7 separate regions of the Mus musculus genome follow, and regions 2, 3, 4, 5, 6 and 7 are each linked to region 1. The links are chromatin contacts, called in public HiChIP or PLAC-seq and promoter capture Hi-C maps. All regions are on one chromosome and are shown on one strand. The core of a region is the stretch at or near the end of the contact, and the rest is flanking DNA. Distances in the headings are between cores, read along the strand shown.

Region 1 (3,929 bases), core at 648-3,147:
AGGAAGTTTGTCAGACAACACTGGTGACCAACAGAGCTTAGATTCAGTCTTCTATGTCCAGAACACTGAAGCACAGTGAGGTGGCTATAAGTAGGGGTCAAATTCCTGCAGAGCTGCTGATGGCAATGGTACCTTAACCTCCCCAGTCCTCAGCTTCCCTAGATCTACAAAACCATCATATGAGGCTGGATAAGGGAACCTGCCACCATGCCACAATACCCAGGATCCCACATGGTGAAAGGCAGAACAAACTCCCAAAAGTTTGCCTTGCCTACATACCTTGACACAGACACACACTCACTAAACAGATGTAATAAAAAGTATCGGTGTATCAGATTATTTTGAAGATGATTGCTGGGTATGACGGTTCATTACTGCTTGTTCCAGGACAAGTCATTTCTCAATTCCTTCACTTAGAATTCAGTCTCCATAGCCAATTCTTCAGGACTTCACTCCCTGCTAGGTGTTATTTTTTTTTTTTTTTTTGTTTAACAACTCCGTGTCCACAATGTTCACCCCCAAACCTGGGATTTCTCCCTCATCTATACTCACACACTCACCTCACTAACATACATCATCAGTTTTCAACAGGCAGTCAAGATCCAGCATCCCCTCTCCCCATTCAACCTAAACCACTTGCCTCCCTCAGAGGCTTCCCTGACCCTGACCCTGACGCTGCAACAACAGCAGTTACAGGAGCCCTTATGGCTGCTACGTCAGCCTCTCCTAAATTCCTCCTTAGAGAGAGGCCTGGGATCCCAACAGAGAGAGCACACCATGAGTTCAAAGCCAGCTCAGGCTACATAGCAGAACTCTGTAAAAGTAATGACATGGTGGAACATTCCTTTAATCCCAGCACTCAGGCGGCAGAGACAGGCAGATCTCTATGACTTTTGAGGCCAGCCTGGTCTATATAGGGAGTTCCAGGCCAGCCTGGTCTACATAGTGAGATCCTGCCTCAAAACCACAACAAACTCCAACAATAATAATTTAATAATAATTAACAAATAAACCGGGGGCTGGGGAGATGGCTCAGTGGTTAAGAGCACCAACTGCTCTTCCGAAGATCCGGAGTTCAAATCCCAGCAACCACATGGTGGCTCACAACCATCCGTAACAAAATCTGATGCCCTCTTCTGGAGTATCTGAGGACAGCTACAGTGAACTTACATATAATAAATAAATCTTTAAAAAAAAACAAACAAATAAACCTCTCTTCCATGACCTTTGAAAAGCATGGTCCACAAGGCCCTAATGTTTCACCACTTCAGCCTTGCAAACCTACCCATTTTTCTTTCCTTCTTCCTTCCTTTCCTTTTTTTGAGATAGGCTTCCTCAGTGTGAAAAACTTTCCCTCTAGATGACTCTCAGCTTCCTCCGTCGCCTCCTTCCTTGATCTGAGTTAAAATTAAGTCCACACACCCCCACAAGATTTCCAGTCTCTCTCCAGCATCTCACTCCTCTCTCGGGCGACAGTAGGGGGCAGGATTCCCTAGATCTTCCAGGTTCCTCCTAAGGCGTGTAGTTGCCCCTGCCACACCCCCTCTTTTAACCTAACCCGCAGCCACCTTCCGATCCCTGAGCCTCATCGTCCTTGTACCTTAAGCTATCCCTGGGCCGTCCTGCAGGAAGAGCACCCAGTTATCTGACTTGCAGAGGTCCACCCGGGACGGAGGTGACTCTGCAGTCCCCGGCCCCTATCGCTTCCGGGGAGGCCACTGTCACGGGGGAAGGACAGCTGAAAGGATCTGAACCCCGCCTAGGAAGACCCAGACCCGGAGTTAAAGGGGGGGTGAGGTGGGGGTGATGCCTTAGGGCCTAAGGCCCGAGAAAGGCACGGCCCCTTTAAGAGCGCAGCTCCGCCCCTTCCTGGCCGGATCCAAATTCCAGGGGGGCGGGGCAGAGCGGACGCCTGGAAGCAGCGATCTCGGGCGACGCCTGTGTGCGGCGGCGCGGCCCGGCTCCGGCCCCGCCGGGGCGATGCTCCCCGGGGCGGCGGGGTGAGCCAGGTGAGCGCGGGGACCCCCAGGAGCCCTAGCCAGAGTGCCTGGAGGTGGGCCGGGCGGTGCGGGCTCTCTGCTTCCCAGGGCTGTGTGACCCTGACTGGGCACTCACCCTCTCTGGACCAGGCCTCGAGCACTGCGGAGGCTCGCGGGGGCCGTTCGGAGTCCCGGCCTTTCAGGCACCAGCTCGGGCGGCTTTTCGCAGCAGGAATCCGGCCTGCCTGGGTGACCCGATTCCTCCACCCACTGCTCTGCGACCTTCGGCGAATGCCTGCCCTTACTGCGCCTCAGTTTCCTCATCTGTAGAATGGAGACGCGGTCGCCGCTCAGCCTGTGGCGCGGCCCTTAGCGGAGAGGAGAAGGGAAAGGCGGGACTTCGTGCAGGTTATGGGCTGAGCAATGGAAACAGTCTCTCCGTGGTTCTGGGCGAGGCTCCTCTCCTGTCCCTCCCTACCCACATGTCTTCATGTTTTTAAATGGCATTTCTTCCTCGTGGGTGCCAACTTGTCCCCAGCCACCCTCTCCCGACCAGCCAGACAGCAAACATAAACACTACAATGGTGTAAATGTTACTGAGTCCCTTAAAGCAGGTCATGGCACCGTGAGAACAATGTGGTGCTACGTTTGCTTGTTCACAGCTTGCTCTTAAACTTAGCGTCTCCCCTGAGTGGCGGGCTGGTAGAGGTGGACCATTCTGAACCCTTTCGAGTCTTCACAGCAATCCTGACCTATGTCCCCACAGTGACTCCACTGGCTCTGGGCATGGCGAACCCAGTGGCGGGCATCGCAGGCTCTGCCGCCAAGAGTGTGCGACCCTTCCGATCCAGTGAGGCCTATGTGGAAGCCATGAAGGAAGACCTGGCCGATTGGCTCAATGCTTTGTACAGTCTAGGTCTCCCCGGCAGTGGCGATGGCTTCCTCACGGGGCTGGCCACAGGCACAACCCTGTGCCAACATGCCAACGCTGTCACCGAGGCTGCCCGGGCTCTGGCTGCTGCCCGTCCAACCCGAGGTGTGGCCTTCCAGGCACACAGTGTGGCGCCTGGCTCCTTCATGGCCCGAGACAACGTGGCCTCTTTCATCGGCTGGTGCCGGGCTGAGCTGGGCGTGCCTGAAGTGCTCATGTTTGAGACAGAGGACCTGGTGCTACGCAAGAACGAGAAGAGTGTGGTGCTCTGCCTGCTGGAGGTCGCCCGGCGTGGGGCGCGCCTTGGCCTGCTTGCCCCGAGGCTGGTACAGTTCGAGCAGGAGATCGAGCGGGAGCTTCGAGCTACCCCTCAGGTTTCCAGCGTCCCTGCTGCTGAAGAGGATGTCACTGAAATTGCCACTGTACCAGGGGTTCCCACCCGCACACCCCGCATGACGCCCAATGACCTTCGAAACCTTGATGAGCTGGTGAGTCTTCTGATATCCACATTGGGTGTCCCATCCCGTCCCGTCCCGTCCCCCCCCCCCCATCAGGGGACCAGATGGCAGAGCTAATACCTACCCCAACCCTAAGCCTCCAGGGGCCCATTCTCAGCAGCCTTCCCCACTAAGAGTACATATGGTGACTGCCAAGTGTGTACCTGGCCACAAAGAAATAAGCTCAGAGAGGCAGAGGTGCTGAGTGAGGCCACACAGCTCAGGTGGGTCTGAGGCAGGAGATCAGCTTTTAGTATTAAATGAGCGGCAACTAAGTTGAGTGCTTTCCTTCATTTGGAGGACTGTGACTTGGGGGGTGCCAGGCAGATGCATTGGCAGCCTCAGACCTGGGGCTGAGTGGCCGCTACCCGGGCTTGAGGCTATATATGTAGGAAGCTCTTGGCAAGAAGCCTGGTACACAAGGAGGGTCTGGGAAGACACCAACCCTGGTGCCCTGATAGAGAGCCTGGCCCCGCTACCACTGCTCCTGGGAACAGGAGGTGCACTTGGGAGCACAGGAGG
Region 2 (3,929 bases), core at 998-3,497, 1.5 Mb before region 1:
CTAACAGGTGTAGAAACAACCAGAGCCTAATGCTACACCCAAGAGTCAACCTCTGACTTAAGAATGATCTTGGGATTTTTAAGTGGTTAGAAGAAAAACCCCCAAATACACTATGTCATGACAGGTGTAATTTTTGACGACTGCAGAGTTCTGTATTTCAGGGAACTCACCCACGTCTCTTCTTGTTTGAATCACAAGTCCCAGAGCTTTTTAAGGCCTGGGGTTTTGCGAAGTGAAACCCAAGGGTGGGAGTCCCCGGTTTGGGGAAACCCTACCAAAGCACCACCGCAGGAGGCTGCAGATGGAATGCTCTCATGCCAGGCTTAAAAGGAAGCAGCCTGATTGGGGCATAAGGGCTGTACTGCCTCAGGGAGGAGCCAGAGCCAGAGCCATACTACTGCATCTGGGACAGTTCTGGCCAGTGGCTCATCTTATCACTAATGATACCTGCTTTTACCACATGGTGAATTAGAACTTAAACTTCATTAGGTATGTTGCACTATTAAATAATCCTAAAAACCAAATGGAATGGTTGAAATACAAGTGTCAGCAGATGGTGATGGAGAACACCTTTGATTACAGCACATGGGAGGCAGAGGCAGGCAGATCTCTAAGTTTAAAGTGAGCCAGATCTACAGAGCTACTTCCAGGACAGTCAAGGACACACAGAGAAGCCCTATCTCAAAACAACAACAACAAAACAAAGCAAAAACAAAACAAAATACAGTTGTCAGATATCTGTGAATACAAGCTCTCTCAAAATTGGCCTGCAAATAACACATATTTGGGAACATTTGGGCCTGCCATCAAGGGAGCAGAGAGAGCTGCCCACTGGCAGACCCTGTAATCAGGAGGGAGGACTGCACAGAGAAACCTGAGTGGTCGCCTAGCCATTTTTCAATGTACCACTAATCTACAAGCTCAACCATAAGCCAAGACCTGTGAGAGCTAAGATGAGGCCCCAGAGCTCCAAGAGTTAATGGTTTTATCTCAGAGGCTGGATGAGAGAACGAAGCTGAGCATATGCAAGAGGGTCCTACCAAAGGCTAGCCCACTAGAGGGCTGGAGAGTGTACTCTTCCGCTCCCTTGTCACTGTGGGGAGGAATCGCAGGGTGCCGAGTCCCCACCACTGCCTCATCTGCTGGGTCAGGCAGGAAGTCTTTATGGTTTAAACTCTATTGTGGCCACCCCTGGCTGATGTTGAGCTCTGGGGCAGCGATGTTCAGCTGGGTAACCACGAGAGGCCAAGAAATATCTGTTGGCACGCCTTTAATCCCAGCACTTGGGAGGCAGAGGCAGGCCGATTTCTGAGTTCGAGGCAAGCCTGGAGCCTGGTCTACAAAGTGAGTTCCAGGACAGCCAGGGCTATACAGAGAAACCCTGTCTCGAAAAACCAAAAAAAAAAAAAAAAAAAACCAAAATAATAATAATAAAAGAAATATCTATTGGGCTAGAGAGATGGCTCAGAAGTTAAGAGCACTGACTGCTCCTGCAAAGGTCTGCAGTTTACGGCCACCCAGCCCTCTAGCCCTCTGCAGACACCCAGCATGCATATGGTGCACTTATACATGTAGACAAAGCACTTGTACACAAAATAGATGTTTAAAACGTTTTAAAAGAAGCATCCTGCCAGGCGTGGTGGCACATGCCTTTAATCCCAGCACTTGGGAGGCAGAGGCAAGTAGATTTCTGAGTTCAAGGCTGGCCTGGTCTACAGAGTGAGTTCCAGGACACACAGAGAAACCCTGTCTTGAAAAACCAAAAAAAGAAAGAAAGAAAGAAAGAAAGAAAGAAAGAAAGAAAGAAAGAAAGAAAGAAAGAAGAAGAAGCATCCTTTCTTACTGAGCCTGGTATAATCCTAGCTACTTTGGGGAGGCCAGCTTGGACTACAGAGATAGAAGAAAGAAAGAAAGAAAGAAAGAAAGAAAGAAAGAAAGAAAGAAAGAGAGAGAGAGAGAGAGAGAGAGAGAGAGAGACGGAAAGAGGGAGGGAGCAAAGGAAGGAAGGAAGACAGACAGACAAGGGGAGGGAGAATTCCAGCCTGCCCGTAATCTTTGGAGTGCTTGGGATTACAGACAGGTATGGCCAAACCTAGCTTGGGAAGAGCTTTAAGGAAGCCAGTAAAGACCCCATCAGGACAGACAGTTAGGCATGGACCTTGTGGGCCAGGGAGCAGGAAGCAGTGTCTGAAGCACCAAGGCAGGGGAGTAGCAATGGGCAGGGCCAAACTCCCCGGGCAGAACCCACTTCCTACTTTACTGAAGTACTGCAGTAGTCAGGCAGGGCTGGGCCTCCCCTTTCTGCCTTCCCCTTCACCTCTGTACAGAAAGCTCTGGCGACCTGCCTTGGATGCTTGCAGTGGGCAGGATGGAGGACGAAGAAGGCCCTGAGTATGGGAAACCAGACTTCGTGCTTTTGGATCAACTGACCATGGAGGACTTCATGAAGAACCTAGAGCTCAGGTAGATGTGAGGTGGGGGTGGGGATGCGGTACTGGGCTTCTTTCCTTCCTTTCCTCCCTTATCATCCACACAGACCTGAGAGAAGCCCTGAAGGTACCCTGGTCCCATCGTCAGGAATGGGGACAAGGCTACACATACCTAGACAATACAGGCTGAAATGATAGCATCTCCAGGAGATAATGGCCACTCAGAAAGTAACCAGCTGTCAGGAATGGAGCTGCCCAGCCACCCTCACAACACCCTGGTTGACAAGCCCAGAGTCCTGAGGAAGACAGGCAAAGGCATGGGGACCAGGAATGTACTGCATCTCCTCTCTGTCACCTGCTGATGCTTTCCCCCTGGGTCCCATGTGTGACCCGACTTGAGTTTCCTTAGGAACTCCAAAATGAAGTGCCCTCCACCCCAGAATCGCAATAATCGAAGCAAGCTGATATGATGCTGATATGATGTTCTGGGTTGGGAGTTGTTCATGGGAGGGGTCACAGGCTAGGACTAGGAGAATTGACAGTGCAGCCTGCTTTCTCACTGAAAAAAGCAGGGAGGGGTCCAGGAGCTAGAAGCACAGCATGTTAAATGGCCTTGTGTGCGGCTGGACTTCATACACACCTCCTAGGGAGGATTGTTGTGTGCTAGGAAGCTCCTTAGAGAGCAACTGGGGACCAGGAATCTCACTAGGTGCAGAGATGGAGGTCCTAGGCTGCCACATGGAGAGCTTTATCCAGGAAATGAGTTCAATGCTTTGTTAGACTGCCTCATTCTCTCGAAAAGCAAGCTCACAAGCATGCCCTCCATGCTTTGTATGCTGAGCCGAGGAAGACAGTGGCTGCAGGTCACAAAACTTGTAGTCCCAGGGCGTGACTTGTCAGAGGGGGCAGAGAAAGAGGAACCCTGAAGAGGCCTGCCTGGGGTTGAGCGGGCCCCACACACCGAGAGGACAGTTGGGGCCCCAAGGAGGCTAGTACTCCTCCCAGAGCACAAAACCCAAGAGAGGTACAGCCCTAGGTTCCTGCTTCTAATATGGTTAGTAAACGGAAGGGTGGAGGAGTTTGAGATGTGCTGGAGAGGGACGGTGGCCATGGCTGGGGTTGCAAAGACTAGCAAATCACCACGCTATGATTTGGGTGGGGCAGGGCGAGTCCCCTTCCGGATCTGGTCCCGCCTAGACTCTGAGACAGGAAACAACCAAGCCCCCCACCCCCCCCACCCCCCACTCTCTGGAAGAGTCCCCTTTTCACAGTCTCAGCCCAACTGCCCTGTAGGAGTCACCTGGGAAAGATGACCCCTGCAGGGCCGTTACCTTTGTGGGATAGATATTCCTGGTTCCTGAGACCTGAGCATCCTGGCAGAGAGCAGTGTGGACCACACCCTTTGCACTGTGCTGAGGGCTGCTCTGGGTGGCTCAGCTTACTGAGGATGGCACCAAGGGGTCTTAAGTCAGTGAGGTCCCTTTTCTCTTCTCTATGCTC
Region 3 (3,929 bases), core at 789-3,288, 1.4 Mb before region 1:
CTGGAACTAGTCATTACTTAAAATAGTGACAGACTCCTTAAGCATGACTCAAGAGCTTTTAATACATCACACCTACTTCTGAATAGACTTGAGGCTTCTCAAAAGCATACCATCACTCCTAACTTCATGTTGAAACCTAAAATCAAATTCTCAAAGCACTGTCACACAATGCATGATTAGGCAAATAAACTGTTAGTTTCTGGCAATGAAAATGCTACCACCTTCAACCTGTCAGCATAGCTTTAAGCATCAGGTGAGTGGCTCCTAACCTAATTGTAGAGGACTGTAGAGGATTCCAACACTTCAATATCTACATGCCCTTTCATAGCTAGTTGAAAACCACAACTCATCAGTTGCAGCATCTACACTTCTCTTGGAGGAATACATTTATGGTTTAAGTAGTTAAATATGTGACTCCTTTGGACTGTTTTTTTTTTCTCACAGCTTAACAGCTTTCCAAGTCCACATTTTTTTTCATCAAATTATGACTTCAAAGCCTTTCTTGGCAGCTCCACCTCTATTTTCACCTATGGGCTCATCTCATTCCCATTAAGCTCTGGTTAACCTGATACTATCCTACCCAGGCTAAGCTTAGGCCAAGTTTCCACAAGAGTCCTTGTCAATTATCAGCTCTTGACTAGATACATGCTGGGTGAGGGCTAATTAGAACCTAGTGCTCTTTTTATGTGCCTACCTACTATGTGTACCCAGCACTGTGGCAGGCGGGCAATCGGGAGATCTAGCTTTTGAGTTAAAAACTCACCAATGATAGCTTCTGGAGTTTAACAGTACAGACACTAAGTAACATATTCCACTATGGCCTAAGGGCTAGTACTGAGGCTAACAATAATATTTAATTTTGGGGTTTTTTGTTTTTTTCGAGACAGGGTTTCTCTGTATAGCCCTGGCTGTCCTGGAACTCACACTGTAGACCAGCGTGGCCTCGAACTCAGAAATCCGCCTGCCTCTGCCTCCCGGGTGCTGGGATTAAAGGCGTGCGCCACCACGCCCGGCTGAATATTTAATTTTGTAAAAGAAAAACGCCAATTGTTTAGGGTACTCTAATTACTAACTGATCTTTAAGCAGCCACTTAACCTCCAGAACTAATTAAGTAGGTAACTACTGGCAATCCACTTTGGTCAATGCAAACTGCAGCGTGGCCAGTCATAACATGCCTGTCTCACTGAGGGTAATAGGGAGGGGTTCAGAGCGCCTCCCCCGCTGCGCCATCACTGCGACAGGAGGCGGTCCTTGGGCACCAGCAAAAGCCAAGCCTTTCTCGTTTCCGCTCGGGGGTGGGGGACGCGGAGGGGTATTTTGAGCCTCCCTAACCAAATGTGGCTACTTCGGACCAAATGGCCAAAGGTTCAATTCACACTCAAGTCTGCTATAAAACGATTATTTTATATTCTTCGTAGGAACCACTAGGTTTAGGAAACCACTAGGTTTAACCGGGCTAACGAGCACGTCCGGGCTCTCCGAGCCTTCGCCCCTGAGACCTTAGGCAGGGTCCCTGCTCAGATCCGAGTAAAAGGCTGTGGGGCTCCGGAAAGCAGGCTGGGAAGAGGCCCGCGGGGCTGCAGCGCCGCAGCGGAGCAGGGCGGGGCCCAACGGCTGGGAGAAGGGAGAGGCGCGGAGCACGTGCGCCCGGCCTCGCGGGGCCCCACAGGACGCAGCCACGTGCGCCTGCGGGGAGGCCGGGACGGGCGGGGACGGCCCCCTCCCCCAACGGCCGCGCCCCGCCCGGCTTTGTCCGCAGCCCGCCCAGCCTCCCCGCGCCTCGCCAGCCTCCCAAAATGGCCCCTCGTCAGGAAATGGCGCCGCCACCCGCGCTCGCTCCACCGGAGGGTCGGGCCGCGCCCGAGAGAGCCTCCCCCTCCACAGCTCCCGGGACCCCACCCTGGAGCACCACTGCCCACCCGACCTCGAAGGAGACGCGGCCCAAGGGCTCGTCATCGGCCGTGATGTCGAAGAACACGGTGGGGTTGACCATGGCTGCAGCAAGCGGCGAAAAGCGACAGTGGCGTCTGCAAAGCGGCACGAGCCTCGCCGCGGCTTCCTTTATACCCGGTTCGGGCCCCGCCCACCACCGAGTCGCGCGCCCGGACCTGGATCAATCACAACTGCTTTCCAAACGGAGTGACGGCGCGACAGGCCTATGGGCGGGCGCGGGCGCGGGTGGGGCGGGGCGCGAGGCGCGCGTGCGCTGTAGCGCGCAGAGGCAGGTTCCCGCCCGCGGGCTCCTACTAGATGGTTGCGGCGCGGTCGGTGGGGGAAGAGTCCGAGGGCAGTTAGGGAGGGTGGCCACGCAATCTGGCTGTCCTTAGGAACGCGTCGGGGCCCCTGGTCTTCCCCAGTGGTACCGCGTATCTTCCCATTGCACAGAGCAAGTAACTGAGGCAAACATGGTCCTCAAGGTCGAGCGGCCCTTCAAGGTCGGGCGGGGTCCTGAGGCGCTGCCCTCTCTGCGGAAACTCGAACAGGCAGGCATCCCTGGGCCTAGATCCAGGACCCACACCGTCATTGTGCAATGGCAACCGCTTCCTGATAGGTCCCTGTGAGCGCCTCCGTTTTCTTAAACTCTGGGGAACGGGCACAAGCAGCCCCCTCATTTTAAAGATTATGAAATACTTTTTAAATGTCCTACTTTCCAAATATATCTTGTGTTTTCTCCAGGAGGAAGCTATTTAAACACGATCCTGGTCAGAGTCTACCTGTAATTTTTTTCTCCCCGACCCCCAATACCCCAAGGTCTTCTCATTTCCTCATGTGGCCTAAGGCGTGCTCTCAAAGGCTTCACACGCCTGTAAATCCCACCTCTAGGTAGATGGAGACAGGAGGATAGTGAGTTCCATACAGCCTGAGCTGTAAGTGTGAGGCCCTGCCTCATAAACAAAGCCTGAGTATGGGAAAGTCGGTGCTGTGGAAGACCCTTCACCATAGCGTCTGCTGGAGTTGGCTCCCGAGCTGTAAGGCCTTTAGACACAGAACCTCAGGAATGTGGGTCTGGCCATGCCTTATTTGGATGAATCAGACCAAAAGCACATTAGGTTGAACTACAAAGAGTTTTGATTTGCCAAACTGGAAAATTCTGTACCAGTGTGCTTTGTGCATATAGCATCATGTAAACCTGCTTTTCTCAAAACTGTTAAGTGCTTGCAGGACAAGCTCAAGGACCTACCTGCGTTTGGATCCCCAGCACCTATGTAAAAGCCAGGCCATTGGGAGGAGTCTGTAAGTCCAGGCCTGGAGGCAATGGAGACTGACTGGTTAGACAGTCTAGGCAAGACTGAGTCAGTATAGTGGATAAGGTAGAGACAGGGATGGGGAGAAGGCCCCATGGTTAAGAGCACTTGCCTTTATTTTTAACTAACTGATTGTTTTGGTTATAGTTTGCATTTTAGGAGTTCTTTGCATATTCTGGGTTTAATTTCTTACCTGACATATAATTTGCTGATATGTTCTGCTGTCCCTCCGTTGAGCCAGCAAGATGGCTTAGCAGGTAAAAGTGCTTGCAATACAGGGCCCAGGAACTGGGGAAAAGGCCAGATGAAGTGGCTCACATCTGTGATGCCAGCACTCTAAAGGTTGGGAATCAGAGGAGACCGACAGAAGTCACAAGAGAGACCTTGCCTCAAAGCAAGATGAATACCAGAGAGACCTCAGAGGGGACAAGATGACTCGAATACGGCCTCTGGCACTCACATGGTAGAAAGAGAGGACAGACTCCCACAAGTAGTCCTTTGACCTCCACATGCACACACGCACGCACACACACACACACACACACACACACTAAATGTTAAAAAAAAATCCAACTTGCAAAAAAGTCTTTAAGTTGTACATGTGCCCACACTCACACACATACACACAAGTAAATAAATGTAAATACATGGGGCTGGAGAGATGGCTCAGCAATTAAGAGCAC
Region 4 (3,929 bases), core at 951-3,450, 1.3 Mb before region 1:
CAAGTACCTTAACTCACCAGACAGATCCTACTTATTTTTGAGAAAAGTGCAAAACTCAAGGAGAGACTTTCTAGCTAACAATGCCAAAACAACTAGAGACTATGGGCAAAAATAAGTATTTAAGTACATCTTGATTTAGACATTGATCTTATCACATTCAAAATAGATCCTAGACTTAAAATTTTAAGACAGTTATAGCTCAGGCTGGTCTCAAACAAGCAACACTCCTGCCTTGTTTCCCAAATGGTAGGATTATAGGTGCAGTCCACTGAGCCAATCAAAGTATATAAGGGGAGATCTCTGGGATCCAAAGCTAAGGGAAAAGTTAAAATGGACAACAAAAGCACACAGGATGAAAAGTTTAATACAGTGTATATCACAAAAATGAAATCTTTTTGCTCAGTAGTCTTCACCGTGTGAATCCTTTAAAACAACTGCATTTCCATATCATGTGATACTATTCACCACCAAAACACTAACAACCTAGGGGTGTCTCTACATAACCAACATCAAAATGTTAATACTGAACTGCCATTTTTATAGCATCCATAAAATGAAAACATTACAGAAATGGAGAAGACAAGAGTAGTTTCCAGGGATTAAACTTTGTGGCAGGGTTTGGCTTGACCCTGGTGTGATGTGTGCTATAGTCAAACTTCAGGGGATAACTACTAAAGGTTATGAAACCCAGCAATTCTTACAGCTGCACGAGTCTTCATTTGTCTCAAAATGTGAAATTTAAAATTTCATAGGTATTATGATTAAGACAAAGGAAAAGAAAAATGTCTTAAGAGAAGCCTGCAGAGAAAGAAACTGGTCAAATCAAAGAGGCGTAGGAAGAGAACATAGCAGGCAGATGGCCCCAGCACCTCAACTCTGGATTCCTCAAGGGCATTCTTCCCAGAAACAAGGGTCAAAAAGCACCCCCAGAAAGCTTAGTACTCTGGTTGTCTTTCAATAAGAGAACAGTTTAGAGACCTTGTTCAGAATGCCCCGGAAGCAGAATCTGAAGGAAGCCAGAGTCTAGCAAAACCAACCACACAGAGGAGAGGACACGCCACCATGCAGAGCTAATGTGGCCTCAGGCTCCCACAGGAGCTAAGGGGATAACGCTGCAGAGGAAGCTTATAGCACATCGACTGTGAAGCATGGATACGATGAAATGCTTGTCAGAACACAAAATGAGCAGAAACGAGCCTATACCAGGTCACAGCTCTACTTGTTGGTTAATAACTAAGTGAAAGGAAAAATATTTTAAAACAATTTAAAAAATTGTAAAACACTGATAGATGCTGTGTCAACTTTCCCAAAATCACATGCTAGGAAAAGTTGCACATACTAATCAAATGAAGTCCTCAACTCCAGAAAGGTCAAAGGCTCATTATTTTCATACCTCCTACTGTTAGCATTCGAAGTCGTTCCTTGAAAACTGCAAGATCTGAGAGGCAGAGTGGGGTAGCATGGGGGAGTGCAGAAGGAAAAAGACAGGTGAGAGTTAGTTTAAAACCTCAACACCAAAATTCTATACCATCACCACAGAAATAAGCAACACAGATACTGTAACACCAACAGAGGGATGGAGGGACAAATGGAAGGACACACACACACACACACACACACACACACACACACACACACACAGATACAAGGATGGGTTTTGTGATCAGGGGTTCAACTGCTGTGACCGGTTTTGGTAAATGTAGGACTTGTTCATAGAAGAGCTGGATACGGTAAATCAAAGGACAGGAAGGCCACTCCCCTGACACGGGAAAGCCACCAGGCAGCACCATTTGATCCCCCTGCTCTAATCTAACCTCAAGAGGCCACTGACAGTTATGCATTTCTAGACCACTATGTGGTGAAAGCCAGAGGAAAAGAAAGGGAAAAGAGCTGATGTGTGAAGTGGCCACCTTTCAGAACTGGGTCCAGGGAGCAGTGGACTGTAGAGAGTAAGAGGATGTGTAGTCTTCCTGTACAAGATGGCAGAGCTGGAACAGAAGAACTCAACACCAATGACCCTTAACAACACACAGCTATGCACACCTTACGCTGCCTCCTACCTGTAAGCTTTCAGGCACTTCTACCCAACTTTCCTGGCCACTAGTGAAGCTCAACCACTTTTCCCAGATATATAAAACTCTTCACCCAGAACCGTGGTCCAGAGTGTGCACATGAAGGCAGCCAGGCACTTCCTCTCAAGCAGAGGTTCAAACAGACTGAACAGATCCCAGTGAGCAGGCAGTCTTATTAAGACACCTACACTGTGCAAACACCAGGCAAAGTCCTGCCTTCTTCTCCTAGGGGCAAGCATCTAAGACCTGAGCACCCAAGCTCTGCACAAAAGCAACAATGTGCTGCTTAAGGTGAGGGTGACGATTTTCCATTTAGAGTCAAGACAGACCAGGTCAACAACCTGATCCTGCAAAGCTCAGACACAGGGGAAGGCTTCAAAGGGAACTGAAATTATTCATTCTTGTTAAAAAAAAAAAAAACAAAAACGGAATACCATATGAGAGAGTGCTTGCCATCTGGGTATTGGGTATGCAGATACTTTTATTTCTTTTTTTCACTTTGAAAACAAACCAAAGAGTGAAAGAGCACTACTGTGTTGTCATTATAGAAAGCACAACTGTCTCTCTCCCAGCATATCTGAGGACTCTGCAGTCTTCTCAGCACTTACATTTAATTTAGAGTGTGGATGTGTCACTGGTATAGACAAGCTGTTAGGGACACAGCTGTGTTACTTCTAAAAGATAAGGATGCACATGGGGGTAGGGTGACAGACGTACCAGTTCTCAGGCACACACAAGGAATCCCTGCTCAACACCTAGGGGCTTGAATGCCCTTTGAATACAGCTTCAGGAGACCGGCCGGCCTGTGGTCACCTAAGGAAGCTTACTGGGTACTACTCAGCTATCTGAGGCTACACAGAAGGCAACGATAAACGATAAATAAACAAATCACCAAAATGGTGATTAAAAAGCAATTCTAGAACCAGGTGGTGTGGCAAACATGTGTAGTTCCAGCTACTTGAAAGGCTGAAGGAGGAGGGTCGTTTGAGCACATGGTTTTGAGACCAATCTGAGCAATAAGAATGACTGCAGCTCAAAAAAAATGCTAGACAAACAGGGTTTACACTGAGTTCCCAGCTCACTCTTCTCAGTGCAGCAAGAAGGTCAGAAGGATGCACAGGAACACTGACACCCTGCATCTGAGGCCACAGAGCAAATGCACATTCATTTAAGCAGCTCAAAGGCCAACAGAGTTTTGGACTTAAAACTGACTTTTAACTAAATGTAAGCTCGTATCCTAATACTATTAAGAATTTACAGCCGGACGTGGTGGTGCACGCCTTTAATCCCAGCACTCGGGAGGCAGAGGCAGGCGGATTTCTGTGTTCGAGGCCAGCCTGGTCTACAAAGTGAGTTCCAGGACAGCCAGGGTTATACAGAGAAACCGTTTCGAAAAACCAAAGGAAAAAAAAAAAACCCCAAACCAAAACAAACAAACAAAAAAAGAATTTACAAACACTAAAGGTATAGTATGTTTGAGAACTTTCATATTTTCCTTATATTTGTTTACAAAATGTTAATCTGAATTCTTTAATTATATTGAAGTCTCAGATTAGGAAAATAGTCATTATGTCCATGTGAGAAGTTACCGTGAAATACATAACAGAAGTCACTGATGATGGCAATTTTAAGAAGGAATTTAGTTCGGGTACAATACTTGAAAGGGAAAATTGAGGACACACGATGAGTGCTGTGGAGAGCCTTTAGGAGGGACACTCCGAGGAAGTTAAGCTCGAGCAGGAATCTAACTTTAGACTAGAACAGGGAAATAGGCTCAGGCAGGAATTTTAATCATAGTATTAAGTAGGCTTCAAGCAAGATTTTGGGCTTGGACAAGGAAGTGGCCTCAGGTATTTT
Region 5 (3,929 bases), core at 409-2,908, 1.2 Mb before region 1:
AAAATGACTGCCTCAAAGGTATTTCCATCCTAACTCCTGAAACTTGTGAATGCCATTCAGCATGGCCAAGATTGCTGACCAGATAACTTTAAAGTAGGGAGTTAGTCTAGATCAGTCATTCTCAACTTGTAGGCCATGACCCCTTTAGGGGTCAAATAACCCATTCACAGGGTCCACCTAAGACCAGCAGAAAAGACACATTTACATCATGATTCATAAGAGTAGCAAAATTACAGTTGTGAAATAGTAAAAATGATGTTCTGGATGGGGGTCACTTCAACGTGAGGAACTGTATTAAAGGGTAGCAGCATTGGGAAGGTTGAGAAGCACTGATCTAGATCATCAGTTTGAGCTCACTGCAGTCACAGGTGCCAGAGTCCAGCGTTTTGCAGTTAGGCTTCTAGCCCCACCTTAAGTCTCCCCCTTTTCCTCTCCTTTGCTGCTGATTGAGACTCTAAGGCATCATGCACGCTAGGGAAGTGCTCTACATTGATCCTGTTGCCCACTTAATGACCCCTTTTATTGGTCTTTTCCTTCAGCTCAGCCCCTCCTGTTATCAGGAGGGCTTTCCCTTTCTTAATAGGTGGTCACTATAAGACCCTGTTGGTAAATGTTTTTAGTCCCCACCAATCTCTTTTCTGTTATTGCCCTAACAATAGTTACAGCGCCCAGAAGAAATGGGCCTAAGGTCAACTGACACTTTTTTGGCTTTAGGTGTTTTAAGAGGTCCCAAGGAAGGGTGGTAGTGCATGCCTTTAATTCCAGCACTAGGGAGGCTGAGTCAAACCAGTCTGGTCTACCTACCAAGTTCCAGGCCAGCCACTACATAATGAGGCCATGTCTCAAAAAAACCAATCAATCAATCTTCCCCAGGCAGTGATGGCACATGCCTTTAATCTCAGCATTTGGGAGGCAGAGGCAGGCGGATTTCTGAGTTTGAAGCCAGCCTGGTCTACAGAGTGAGTTCCAGGACAGCCAGGGCCACACAGAGAAACCCTGTCTTGAAAAAAACAAACAAACAAACAAAAAAAAAAAAACAAAAAAAAAACAAAAACAGAAGAAAAAGTCCTAAGGACATTCCCTGGTAAGGAATTCTCAAAGAATGGGCCTTATTAACATGTGTAACAAAGTCTGATTTTCGTTTTCTGGGAAAGATGGTCCCAGGAAGGGTTCGAGTCAACTTGGCTCTTCTTCTAAGAGCTGTTAAGGATTGCACCGCGTGTTGGCAGTATTTGTGAAAATCTTCATAGTAGCTGAAGGCCTGATTTAACATTTATCTTAGGTTAGCAACTTGTGCCGCGATTTCTGCCCAGTGAGATTTGCCTCTGGTTACCCACAGAACCCTAATTCCTTTGCGCATGTGCCTAAGTGGCGGCTGCCTCCCTTTAGCCAAAACGCGGTCGATCCCAACCATAACCTAGCAAAGCCCTGCCCACGTCACTCTGTGGGTCAGGGAAGGCTGAGGCGCCAGAGAAGAGGCATCCACAATTCGGAGGGCGTTCAAGGGACAGCATTGCGGAACGCTCCTGCGCAGAGCCAGCACAAATTGGTAGCAACGTCGGACACCCAGGAGAAAGTACTTCCAGGAAGTGACGTACCTTCCAGAGCTGATTAGTTGTTGGTTTGTCCCGCCCTACGCGTGCGCACTGACAGCGTGGAGTCACGCCATGGAGGACCAAGAAGCGCTGGGTTTTGAACACATGGGCCTGGATCCCCGGCTCCTGCAGGTATGGGGTAGGCTGTGGAGCTGCTACCCGGTGTGCCGCTGTACTCCACGCCGCTTGAGCTGCGTCCTCTTCCTTCTTAGGCTGTCACCGATTTGGGCTGGTCGCGACCTACGTTGATCCAGGAAAAGGCCATTCCTCTGGCGCTGGAGGGGAAGGACCTCCTGGCCCGCGCCCGCACAGGCTCCGGGAAGACCGCAGCTTATGCTATTCCGATGCTTCAGTCGCTTCTCCACAAGAAGGCGGTGGGTAGCGAGAGGAGCAGTGAGTATGAGGCAGGACGCTCCAAAAGAATAGGGAATGAAGTGCCCGACTGTGCCAAGGTTCCTCCTATAGGTCCTGTGTCAGTGTTAGGCGGCCCATAGAGAACTTGGTCAATTTGCAGCTTAATCTCTGAGCTGGAGTTCAGGTTACTTGGCTCTCAACCCGGGCCTTGGTGCCACGACCGCCATCCTGTTGTAATTTTGAGTAACCTTTTATCTAGAGGGGGACTCATCAGCTCCGTAGTACGTTAAGTGATTTCAGCAAGTTCTAAATTTGAGTGCCTGGGAAAGCTCTGCCCCCTGTGCTGTGAGGTGGGCAGAATTAAGAGTTTATCAGGACACAGCTAGGTGGTTGTGTTGCAGTACATGGTTCTGACTGTTTGGGCGGACCCAGTACTTTGAACGGTCTTGAATTGGTGTTCTTACAGACAGGTCCTGTAATGGAGCAGGCTGTGAGAGGCCTTGTTCTTGTTCCTACCAAGGAGCTGGCACGGCAGGCCCAGGCCATGATCCAGCAACTGGCTGCCTACTGTGCTCGGGATGTGCGAGTGGCTAACGTCTCAGCTGCAGAAGACTCAGCTTCTCAGAGGTGGGTGAAACCTGCAGGCCTCCAAAGGGAGAACGCTTTGCAAGTGTGTGCCCTTGGTGGTGTGAGTGGCTAGCCTGGGCAGGTCTGCCAGGGCGAGGGTCTGGCTGCTAAATCCTTGCCACCTGCAGAGCTGTGTTGATGGAGAAGCCAGATGTGGTGGTGGGAACCCCATCCCGAGTGTTAAGCCACTTGCAGCAGAACACCTTGAAACTCCGGGACTCCCTAGAGCTGCTGGTGGTAGATGAAGCTGACCTTCTTTTTTCCTTTGGCTTTGAGGATGAACTCAAGAGTCTTCTCTGGTAAGGAAGAAACAGAAGTGGCTCCTAGACCTGCAAGGGTCTGGACTTGGGACTGGAGTGGAATGGGTGGGCTGGAGCCTGATCAAGCCCTGTTCTTTCTTTCAGTCACTTGCCTCGGATTTACCAGGCTTTTCTCATGTCGGCCACTTTCAATGAGGATGTACAAACTCTGAAGGAGCTGGTACTGCATAACCCGGTAAGTGGAGCATCTGGGACTGAGACCCAAGTCTCTGAACTTGTTGATCCTTCTCAGGAAACTTCTGGCGCTTGCGGGGGGACTATTTTTGTTAGGTATGTCTTTCCTAATTCTTAATCACTGAAAGGAAGTCACTTGAAGTCATTATATATTTATAGCTTTCCCTAGTCCAAACTGTGCTTTGCTTGGAAGTCACTTGGGGTCACGTTTCCAAAGGGAGCCAAATTCTAAGACCAGAGTTCCCCTTGTGTACATTTCAGTCTTCTACTTCCAGCCATTGTGCAGGCTTCTATTCTGTATCCTGTCTACTCCCAATGTTTGTCTTTGTGCTGTACACTGATGCTGTATGTATAGTTTGTTTCTAATACCACAATAGTTAGGGTACTTTTGAGTTCTTAGGTTACAGCCCTGAGGTGGGGTGGGGGATGGGGCAGTGGCTCACACACCAAAAACCCTTAAAGACATGTTCTATCCTGCACTAATGTAGTTGCTTTGGTTAGTGAGGCAGTGTCCACAGAACCACTTCTCTTTCCTGATCACAGGTCTGTCCTCTTCCTAGGTTACCCTCAAGTTACAGGAGTCCCAGCTGCCGGGGCCAGACCAGCTCCAGCAATTTCAGGTGGTCTGTGAGACAGAAGAGGACAAGTTCTTGCTGCTGTATGCCCTGCTCAAGCTGTCACTGATTCGGGGCAAAGCCTTGCTCTTTGTCAACACTCTAGAGAGGGGTTACCGGCTCCGTCTTTTCCTGGAACAGTTCAGCATTCCTTCCTGCGTGCTCAACGGAGAACTCCCACTGCGCTCCAGGTCCGCTGTGTCTGTCTTGATAAAGATAAGCTGAGAAGAAACATGGAAGGAGAA
Region 6 (3,929 bases), core at 439-2,938, 1.2 Mb after region 1:
GGAAGTTTGGAGGGCAAGAACCCATCAATCGAGAAGCACAGCAGAGAACTCAGTGATTACACCAACATTCACATCACTGAGCCAGAACTGTTGCCCAAGTGCTGGGGGTCTTTTCACACAGAGGAAGGGGGCCAGCCATGGCCAGAGAGACCGTGAACAATGGAAGGGACGGGCCTTAGGTCTACTGGGGTGGTTTCAGGAGAAAGAGGGTGGTTAGGAGCTGAGGGAGTAGAAGCCACTGAAAGAACATTAGGGTGGATATGTTCCGATTACGTTAAGTAGAACTGGACCCAAAGGTTAAAGGTGACAAGAGGGAAAGTGATATGCCAAGTCTTTCCATCTTCTCATAACCAGCCAGCAAGTCTAGCTGTTTTCAGCACACATGACTGGTGTCATCTACATACAGCACAGCTAGTGGAAACTCATGTTCTCTGCTCAGCTGTGTGACTTCCAACATTAATGACCTCAAAGTCAACTGAGAGCAAGTAGAAAAGAGCCTTGGTGATGGTCACCTGGAACTGCAGCATTCAGGAGGTAGAAGAGAAAGGTGGGGCCCTTGCTTTATGGGTCCTGCCCCCCAACAAAGAGCTGAGGAAACAAACTACAGGGTTTTTTGTTTGTTTGTTTTGATTTAATTTTTTCCTTGTCACAGAAACAAAGCTGTTTTCTTAAAATTAACCTTTGAGAAATCAGGATTTCCCAGGCAGGCCAGTTTCAGCTAGCATAAGGTCATGGCCTAACTTATCCTCTCAGAATGAAAAGTCATTCAGGTAACCTCAGGCCAATCAGTTATTTTTCCACTGTTCTGTCTCCCTGTTCCTGCCTTCCAAGGAATGTGACTTCCAAGTGACATTTGGTTTTGTTTCTGCTCTCTTCAGTCCCTTCAGAGGTAAAGTTAAAATGCAAAGCTTGTGGGAATGACAAATAAAGGCATTTGTTATAGAGTTGCAAAGATAGTAAGAAGCGATCACAGACAGTAGGACATGGTAGAGCAGACCTGGAAGCTGAAGCAAGATGTGGTGTTCCTGACCAGACTACTGGAACTCTTTCAAGAGTTTCAAGAGGGGGAGGGGGAGGGGGGGGGAGAGGGGAGGAGAGGAAACAGAAACGTCATCTCCATTTTTTACATTTTACAACCAACCAGGCTTTTGGCATCTAGTTAATTTGTAGCCGTGAAACCTGAGACTCGAGGAAAACCAGTTTTGTTCATCATTAGACAGCAAGTTCTGAAGGCTGATATTTCTGGTGGATTACACTTTCTGGAGAAAGTTGGCAAATATAGGTGGGGCGCTGGTTAAATTCTGGGTTATAAACGTGGAACAGAGTCCACAAGTAGATGAGTGGAAGGTGCCACAACAAGCCTAGGAAGCTTGGCCTCTCTACGTGGTGACAAGACTCAAACAATCTTACCTCCTTCCCTCAGTGCCCCCGAAATCTTTCAGGGCAGAGCCGCGGACGACCCTCTCCAAGAAAGAGAGGGCCCTTCATGATTCCGGACCTTGGTAGCAACGGCTTCTCCTCGCGGAACAATGGGCAGTTCGGGGCTTAGGGGGACCCCGCGACTGATTCTGTACCTCGAAGGACTACGCAGTTCCCAGGCGTTTGGGAAAAGCTGGGTGGGCTGCCTGTCTTCACAGAAATGCGCCAAGTAGCCAGAAGGACCATTGCTACACCCACCGCCTGCACGCCCCGCCCACTCACCCTTCGTCTCCTAGGCAACACGCCCAACAGAGCCTCACAAAGAACGCCTAAAGACTGTCACGCGGTCTGCTTGCCGGTTGTCTCCCAGGCAACGCACTCCAGTGTAGATAGTTGCTCTGCGACCGCGTGTCTTTCCACCATGGTTTTAGGTCTTGCTAGCTTTCCTGAGTCGCTCTCTAGCCAGTCAGAGACCGCTACACAGCCCAGAAGGCCTTCAGTCAAATGGGACTTGGGCTCGGATTACAGGAAAGGTACCGAAGAGACTACCGCTTCTGGTTCGAACTTCCGGCGCGAGAGACTGGACAGCCAGCCGGATCTTGGCCTCCACGTCCAACCACAGATCTACTTCCTGCGGCCGCGGTCCCCACTCCCCAAGTTGTTATTCAGGTGTGGCTCGGGTATACAAAGCAGTTGTCAGACCCGGGACCCCGTAAGGGAATCCGACTCACTTTGTTCCAGCCGTGTCCCCCCCCCAACCTCCGCCCTTAGATGTTCCTCTGATCGCAGCAATGTCTCCGATCGCAGGATTTTTCAGACTCAGGCCAACCCGTAGGACCTTCAGAAGCCCGTTTTCTGGGCCGAAGGCACTGTCCCGTTTCTAGCCTTCCGAATGAATCCTGACCCTGGCGTAGTGTAGGCTTGACGTCTGCAATTGGTCTCAGGCTCCAATCGACTTGGCAACTCCAGGCCTTCCCATTCTCCAGCGTCCTTGAAAAGCCTTCAGTTCCCCAATGTTTGACTCCAATCCTGTCCCCCTTCTTCAACCGGCATCAGCCAAGGATGTAACAAGTCCTACAGAGGATTTATTATGGAAACACAATTTGTTTCAAAAATGACCAGTATTTATTACTTGATAAATTTGGTGCATCACTAAGTAAAGAGGGTCTTTAAATATTTAGTCTCTTTTTGGTTGAAAATAGGACTTAGACTTGTGTGTAAATTCCTGACCGTTGACTCTGTCTTCCCATCCGCACCTGGGTATGTTGAGTCATCCTGCATAAAAACCAGAAAAGTGGAACTGGGTAGCTTTCAATGTTCGTTCCTTTGTATTAGCAAGCACAGCCTGACCACAGTTGTTCCTAACTCATAGGAAAATGAACTGGAGAACGTTATTAGAATCCCCCTAAAGGTGCTTTGTTTTCTTCTTAACTGAACGTGGTTGCACACGATTGTAATCAAGCACTCAGGTGCTGGAGGCAGGAGGATTGGAAATTCAAGGTCACTCTCAGTTCAAGAGGGAGTTCTAGGCCAGCCTGGATACACGAGACCTTGTCACAAAATATACATCTTTTTGTTTGTTGGGTTTGGTGGTGGTGGTGTTTTCTGTTTTTTTGTTTTTGTTTTGTTTTTGTTTTGTCTGACTATGAATGTATTTTATGATGATCTTATTCTGATGTGCTAACCAATAGAGACTGAGTTTAGTATAAGTTGTTATTTGTATTCCTTCTGTTCCTGTGTGTATCAGACAGCCATTTCTGTTTCAGTCAATTCATGTGTGGTTCTTCCCTTTTTGCTATTGTTTGTTTGGGAATCTGTATTCAGAAATACTTCACCAGCACGTATGTCATTTCCCTGGTTTCCTTTAGAGTGGTTTGCCAATCATTTCAAAAGTAAAATAAACTAAGCAACATCAACAACAACAAACCAAACAGAAGTCGGAGCAGCAAACCAATCACTGTGCTGGCTAGTTTTTGTCAATTTAAAACTACTAGTTTTACCTGGGATGAAGGAACATCTTTTGGGGAATTGTCTACAGCTGATGGCCTGTGGGCGTGTCTGGGGAGCAGTTTCCTAATGACTGGTGTGGGAGGATGTAGGGCACTGTGGACAGTGTCACACCTGCGCGGGTGGTTGGGTTGTATAAGAAGGCCAGTTGAGTAAGTCATGAAGAGCAAGCCAGTAAGCAGCCTTCCACTGTGGTCTCTGCTTTAGTTCCTGACTTCAGGTTCCTGCCCTTAGCTCTGCCTCAGCCTTATTTGATGAGCAACTGCAACCTGTAAACTGAAGTAAGCACTCTCTTCAAGTTGTTTTTGGTCAGTATTTTATTACAGCAATTGACAGGCTAAGATAATCCATATCTAAGTATATGTGTGTTGTATTTTTAAAAAGCACAACACAAAAATTCACTCTTTAGTAAACAGTAGCCACTGTTTAGTTGCAGTGGCCACAACTTTTTTCTCTATCTAGTTATTATACCAAGATATTTATTCTTGATTATATGTATTATA
Region 7 (3,929 bases), core at 582-3,081, 1.1 Mb before region 1:
ATTCATAGAGATCTGCCTACCTCACTGGCATTAAAGGTGTGTGCCACCACCAACTGTCTGAGCCATCGCGGTTGCTCCATGGGTTCTTGAAACAAAATTTAAGATCATAATTTTTTGTTTGGTTGGTTTTTTTTGACACAGGGTTTCTCTGTGTAGCTCTGGCCGTCCTGGAACTTACTCTGTAGATTAGGCTGGCCTCGAACTCAGAAATCCGCCTGCCTCTGCCTTCCAAGAGCACGATCATAAATTCTAAGTTGAAAAAATTTACATCAATTTATCTGTATGGCTTTACTTAAAATTTGCTAAGGCCCAACACTATTAAGTTATTTGTTAAGCCTGGAATGTCTCTTACTGGAAAAGCATTTTCCTAACATGTTCAAGACCCTGAGTTTGTCTCCTAGAACTACAAGAAAACAAAAGTAAAATCAGTATTTTGCTCTGTGTGGTGGCATATATCTTTACTTCTGCACTTGGCAGGCAGAAACAGGCATATTTCTGTGAATTTGAGGACAGTTTGGTCTATACAGCGAGTTCCAGGGCAGCCAAGGCTGCAGAGTAAGACAATGTCTTTTAAAAAAGTTAATTTGTAGATGTTAGTTAGTCTAGTAGAGATGAAATTCATTAAAATCTTTTTTGTTGTTGTTGTTGTTTTTTTTCCGGTCAGGATCTCCTTGCAGAGCCCAAGTTGGTCTTGAACTGGCTATGTGGATGAATAAACATTTCTGGTTCTGTCGCCACCTTCCCAGTGCTAGGTTTACAGGTATGGGTTACTACACAGTTTATACAACATTCAGGACACATTAGTCACACATGTGGGTTACTACACAGTTTATACAACACTCAGGACACATTAGTCACACACTTTACCAATTTAGCTACATTGAATGAAAAAAAAACAAAAAGGAGGACATGATGGCTTCTAGGTATGGTGGAGGAGGTTTATTGTAGACAGGAGGGAGCAGACAGCCAGAAGCAGAGGCATCTGGGAGAATTCAGGGTGGAAGTGGCTGTAGAATGAGCTGGGCCATGTGAGAAGGGTTAGGGGAGAGGGTAGAAGAGACCTGGAGTCAAGAGGCCAGGAGACCAAGAGGCCAAAGGGTAAAAAGGACCTCATAACCAAAATGGCTGGGTTACATAGGAATCAGAGAAGCTTGGGGAGGAAAAGGCCAGCTCAGACTCTGGACTGGAGAAGTTTAGGGTAGAGGTCAGGATTAGTATGCCAGCCAGAAGGATCCTGTACCAGAAGGTACTGAGGGAGACTGGTGGCCAGAGTCTGCTTTGATATTTTATTAGGCATCTCAGCCATTTGTCTTCGGTTTGTGACCTAGCATATGTTCCTAATCTGTCTGTCTTTCGTCTCCCCCCAACCCTCTTCTGAGACTGGGTTTGACTCTATAGCCCAGGTTGGCCATGATTTGGATGCGGGGATTACAGGTATAAACCACAGATTGATTGTGTGTCAACCTTACATAAACGTTTTCTTAAAATGTCTATATGCACGTATTAGTAACGGCACGTGTATACACACATGCTATACATACGGATGCACACACACATATTTACAGTATCATACTTCTTTTTTTCCTTCACTGAGCTTTTCACACTTTTCTTGTCCTTTCAAGTCACCTTGAAATCTGGTGCAACCTTCTGAGTTTCACTCATAGCTCTGTTAATAGGAATTCCATACAATTCTACAATATTCCTTTTCCGTTCCCTCCGCTAACAAACAAAATGTGGTATTATAAGAAGGCGCACCAGACACCTACGCAGGAATTCAATCCAGAAAGAAGAAAGGCTCCCAGACCACGTGACACCTCCAGGGACTACGTCAAGTGGCCGTCACCACAATGCTTCCGCCCTCTTCAAACATGGTTGGCAAGCGCTCTCCGCATCGTGACCATGGTTATTCTTGCATGTAGGAACCGTACTGAGCGCATACCAATCTCCTTTAGGCAAGTGTCGCGGCGGAGGAGATCCAGCAGAGCCGCAAGAACGACGATCGGTTACCGCCGGTAGTAACAAGCGCGGACCGGAAGTTCCGCGTCTTCGCTGTCCGGGGGGAGCCGTTAGGCGCGCACGCCGGAAGTGGCCAATCAGCCGGTGTGAGGCGGTGCCCACTGTGTTCGCGTCCCTCGGGCAGCAGAGCCATGGAGCCCGGGGCTGCTGAGCTTTATGACCAGGCCCTGTTGGGCATCCTGCAGCACGTGGGCAATGTCCAGGACTTTCTGCGCGTGCTCTTCGGCTTTCTCTACCGCAAGACCGACTTCTACCGCCTGCTGCGCCACCCTTCGGACCGCATGGGCTTCCCGCCCGGGGCCGCACAGGCCCTGGTGCTGCAGGTGAGGTGGAGAGAGGCGGCGGGCCGTTGGGGTCCAGCAGGTCCTTACCCCAGTTCCACCTCCCAGCGCCAGAGGTGCCCCGGCTCGCGTCCTACGTCTGGGAACTGCGCCACTCCGTAGCCCACCCTTCAGGGTTTGTGATTCTCTCTGGGGTGCCACCAGGTGATTTGAGTAAATGGCCAGGCGTTATCTGACCCACGGATCCGTTGGCAGGAATGCGCTTCTTTGGGTACAGGCTGGGTTTGTGCGGGAGATGCTTAGGTGTTGGACCTGTCAGCCTGGGTTTGAGGGCCTCCCAGCGCCCTGTGGGCATCCCCAGAACGGTGCAAGGGGCTTGTTAGGCAGGGTTCAAACCGTGCAGGCTGTAGGAGGAGGACTTTCACAGCGGGAGAAACTAGTAGATTTCAGAATTCCCGGGCTCGGAGGTGGCAGGAATGACTGGTATGTATTGATTGGTGGGTGTGGCCTCTTGCCAGTGACTTACTAAGTTGGTGGACAATTGTAATGTTTACGAAATTTACATTTGGATTAAAATTTATATGTCCTAGGTTATATTTATTGTTTTTGAAGCGTTACTAATGACTGACTCAAGTTGTTTGGACACCTTTTTAAAAACTGTTTTCTTTCGAGACAAGATCTTGCTGTGTAGCCCTGGTTGACTTGGAACTTGCCAGGTAGATCAGGATGGCTTCGAACTTATGGTCCTCCTTCCCGACGCTCCCGCGCTGGGATTGTTGACATTGTTGAGTTAGTAATAAGCAAACATTTAATGAATATATTTAACACTCTCAGCTGCGGTATAGACTCTGATGGTATGGATATTTAAATAATGGTCTGTCTACTTTTGACACTGTACAGAGAGTAAAGCACAGACACTAATAGAGAGCTCTGCTAGTTCTCTGTGTGGTAGAGCTCTTTGGAAGGAAGTGATAGAAGTGGTAGTTAGGAAATTGAGACAGTTTTGTAGGAGACGTTGAAGTAGGTTTTGAGGGGCGTGTAGAGTCTGATTCACAAACCTATAAAGTGCTTCATGTCACCTTTGCTGTTTGTTGACCCCTGCATCAGCCCCAGACAGGGCTTTCCTGTGTAGCTCTGAAGTCCTGGAACTCACTCTGGCATCAACCTCAGATATCTGCCTAGGATTAAAGACTCGAATTGCCACCACCTGGCTTACCTTCCATCTTAATCTGTTCTGTGGGCTTGTCAGGGGTTACTTTCTTCAGTTCCTCTCAGTGGAAGAAGCCAAAGCTTAGAATGTTCTAGTAACTCTTAACATAATGACCATGAGGTGATCAGTGGGAAGGTTTGCTACTGAGTTTCAGTTTCAGAATGGAAACCGATGAGTCCCTGGGGTAGCTCATCCTTATCAGTGGCCCAAGTGCTGCTGGTTGAGTAATTGGAGAGGGTGAGAGGTGGCACCTTGTGTTTCTTTATAATGAAGTCTTGCCACCTGATCGCCATGCTCTCTGAATCTGACGTAGTAGTTCAACAAGGTTAGATGACAACAAGAACTTCACTCTGTTTCCTGCAACTCAGGACTTCAGTTTTCTAATTCCAAATCTTTTTGCCCTTTTTGTCATTTAGCCACTC

The links. Promoter capture Hi-C pulls out the DNA fragments that hold promoters and counts their contacts. HiChIP or PLAC-seq counts read pairs in DNA pulled down with a chosen protein or histone mark. Capture Hi-C pulls out chosen DNA fragments and counts their contacts.
Region 2: a contact with region 1 is called in an H3K27ac HiChIP or PLAC-seq map of microglia, with 8 times the contacts expected there. The contact joins the promoter of Myo1g here to the promoter of Gas2l1 in region 1. A contact is called at or near these places in 1 of 39 promoter capture datasets (pre-B cells) and 1 of 115 datasets of contacts at active chromatin or transcription factors (microglia).
Region 3: a contact with region 1 is called in a promoter capture Hi-C map of pre-B cells, with 2.9 times the contacts expected there. The contact joins the promoter of Ppia here to the promoter of Gas2l1 in region 1. A contact is called at or near these places in 2 of 39 promoter capture datasets (liver and pre-B cells), 4 of 115 datasets of contacts at active chromatin or transcription factors (embryonic stem cells, pancreatic cancer cells and stem cell-derived neural progenitor cells) and 2 of 9 other capture datasets (adipose tissue and liver).
Region 4: a promoter capture Hi-C map of pre-B cells shows a contact between it and region 1, with 4 times the contacts expected there. The contact joins the enhancer-like site here to the promoter of Gas2l1 in region 1. A contact is called at or near these places in 5 of 39 promoter capture datasets (hematopoietic stem and progenitor cells, hippocampal neurons, liver and 1 more) and 1 of 9 other capture datasets (adipose tissue).
Region 5: a promoter capture Hi-C map of adipose tissue shows a contact between it and region 1, with 6 times the contacts expected there. The contact joins the promoter of Ddx56 here to the promoter of Gas2l1 in region 1. A contact is called at or near these places in 1 of 39 promoter capture datasets (liver), 4 of 115 datasets of contacts at active chromatin or transcription factors (astrocytes, embryonic forebrain, embryonic hindbrain and 1 more) and 2 of 9 other capture datasets (adipose tissue and liver).
Region 6: a promoter capture Hi-C map of embryonic stem cells shows a contact between it and region 1, with 4 times the contacts expected there. The contact joins the promoter of Dusp18 here to the promoter of Gas2l1 in region 1. A contact is called at or near these places in 3 of 39 promoter capture datasets (embryonic stem cells and liver).
Region 7: a promoter capture Hi-C map of liver shows a contact between it and region 1, with 2.4 times the contacts expected there. The contact joins the promoter of Nudcd3 here to the promoter of Gas2l1 in region 1. A contact is called at or near these places in 2 of 39 promoter capture datasets (liver and pre-B cells), 2 of 115 datasets of contacts at active chromatin or transcription factors (cardiomyocytes and embryonic forebrain) and 2 of 9 other capture datasets (adipose tissue and liver).

What each region holds. Positions count from the first base shown.
Region 1 is chr11:5,063,295-5,067,223 of GRCm38.p6, reverse strand. It overlaps Gas2l1 (growth arrest-specific 2 like 1), which reads left to right and starts at 1,897. Exons shown (of 7, transcript NM_144560.3): 1 at 1,897-2,009; 2 at 2,130-2,387; 3 at 2,746-3,398. The coding sequence starts at 2,766.
Region 2 is chr11:6,519,276-6,523,204 of GRCm38.p6, reverse strand. It overlaps Myo1g (myosin IG), which reads left to right and starts at 2,247. Exons shown (of 22, transcript NM_178440.4): 1 at 2,247-2,463. The coding sequence starts at 2,351.
Region 3 is chr11:6,413,976-6,417,904 of GRCm38.p6, reverse strand. Ppia (peptidylprolyl isomerase A) reads right to left here and starts at 2,038. Exons shown (of 5, transcript NM_008907.2): 1 at 1,926-2,038. The coding sequence starts at 1,994.
Region 4 is chr11:6,322,387-6,326,315 of GRCm38.p6, reverse strand. The region is part of intron 4 of Ogdh (oxoglutarate (alpha-ketoglutarate) dehydrogenase (lipoamide)); the gene reads right to left. Among named protein-coding and RNA genes, the nearest start is that of Gm46270, 32 kb to the right of the region's middle. Within about 2 kb of position 2,200, at least 23 of the 459 cell types and tissues checked have an H3K27ac peak or open chromatin away from gene starts, as enhancers often do. A contact at or near this core is called in pre-B cells, where this site is marked.
Region 5 is chr11:6,265,458-6,269,386 of GRCm38.p6, reverse strand. It overlaps Ddx56 (DEAD box helicase 56), which reads left to right and starts at 1,658. Exons shown (of 14, transcript NM_026538.3): 1 at 1,658-1,727; 2 at 1,808-1,969; 3 at 2,416-2,576; 4 at 2,705-2,875; 5 at 2,981-3,071; 6 at 3,631-3,875. The coding sequence starts at 1,668.
Region 6 is chr11:3,892,999-3,896,927 of GRCm38.p6, reverse strand. It overlaps Dusp18 (dual specificity phosphatase 18), which reads right to left and starts at 1,688. Exons shown (of 2, transcript NM_173745.5): 1 at 1,411-1,688. It overlaps 4921536K21Rik (RIKEN cDNA 4921536K21 gene), which reads left to right and starts at 1,802. Exons shown (of 3, transcript NM_026150.3): 1 at 1,802-2,088. The coding sequence starts at 1,841.
Region 7 is chr11:6,198,353-6,202,281 of GRCm38.p6, reverse strand. Nudcd3 (NudC domain containing 3) reads left to right here and starts at 1,831. Exons shown (of 6, transcript NM_173748.5): 1 at 1,831-2,339. The coding sequence starts at 2,148.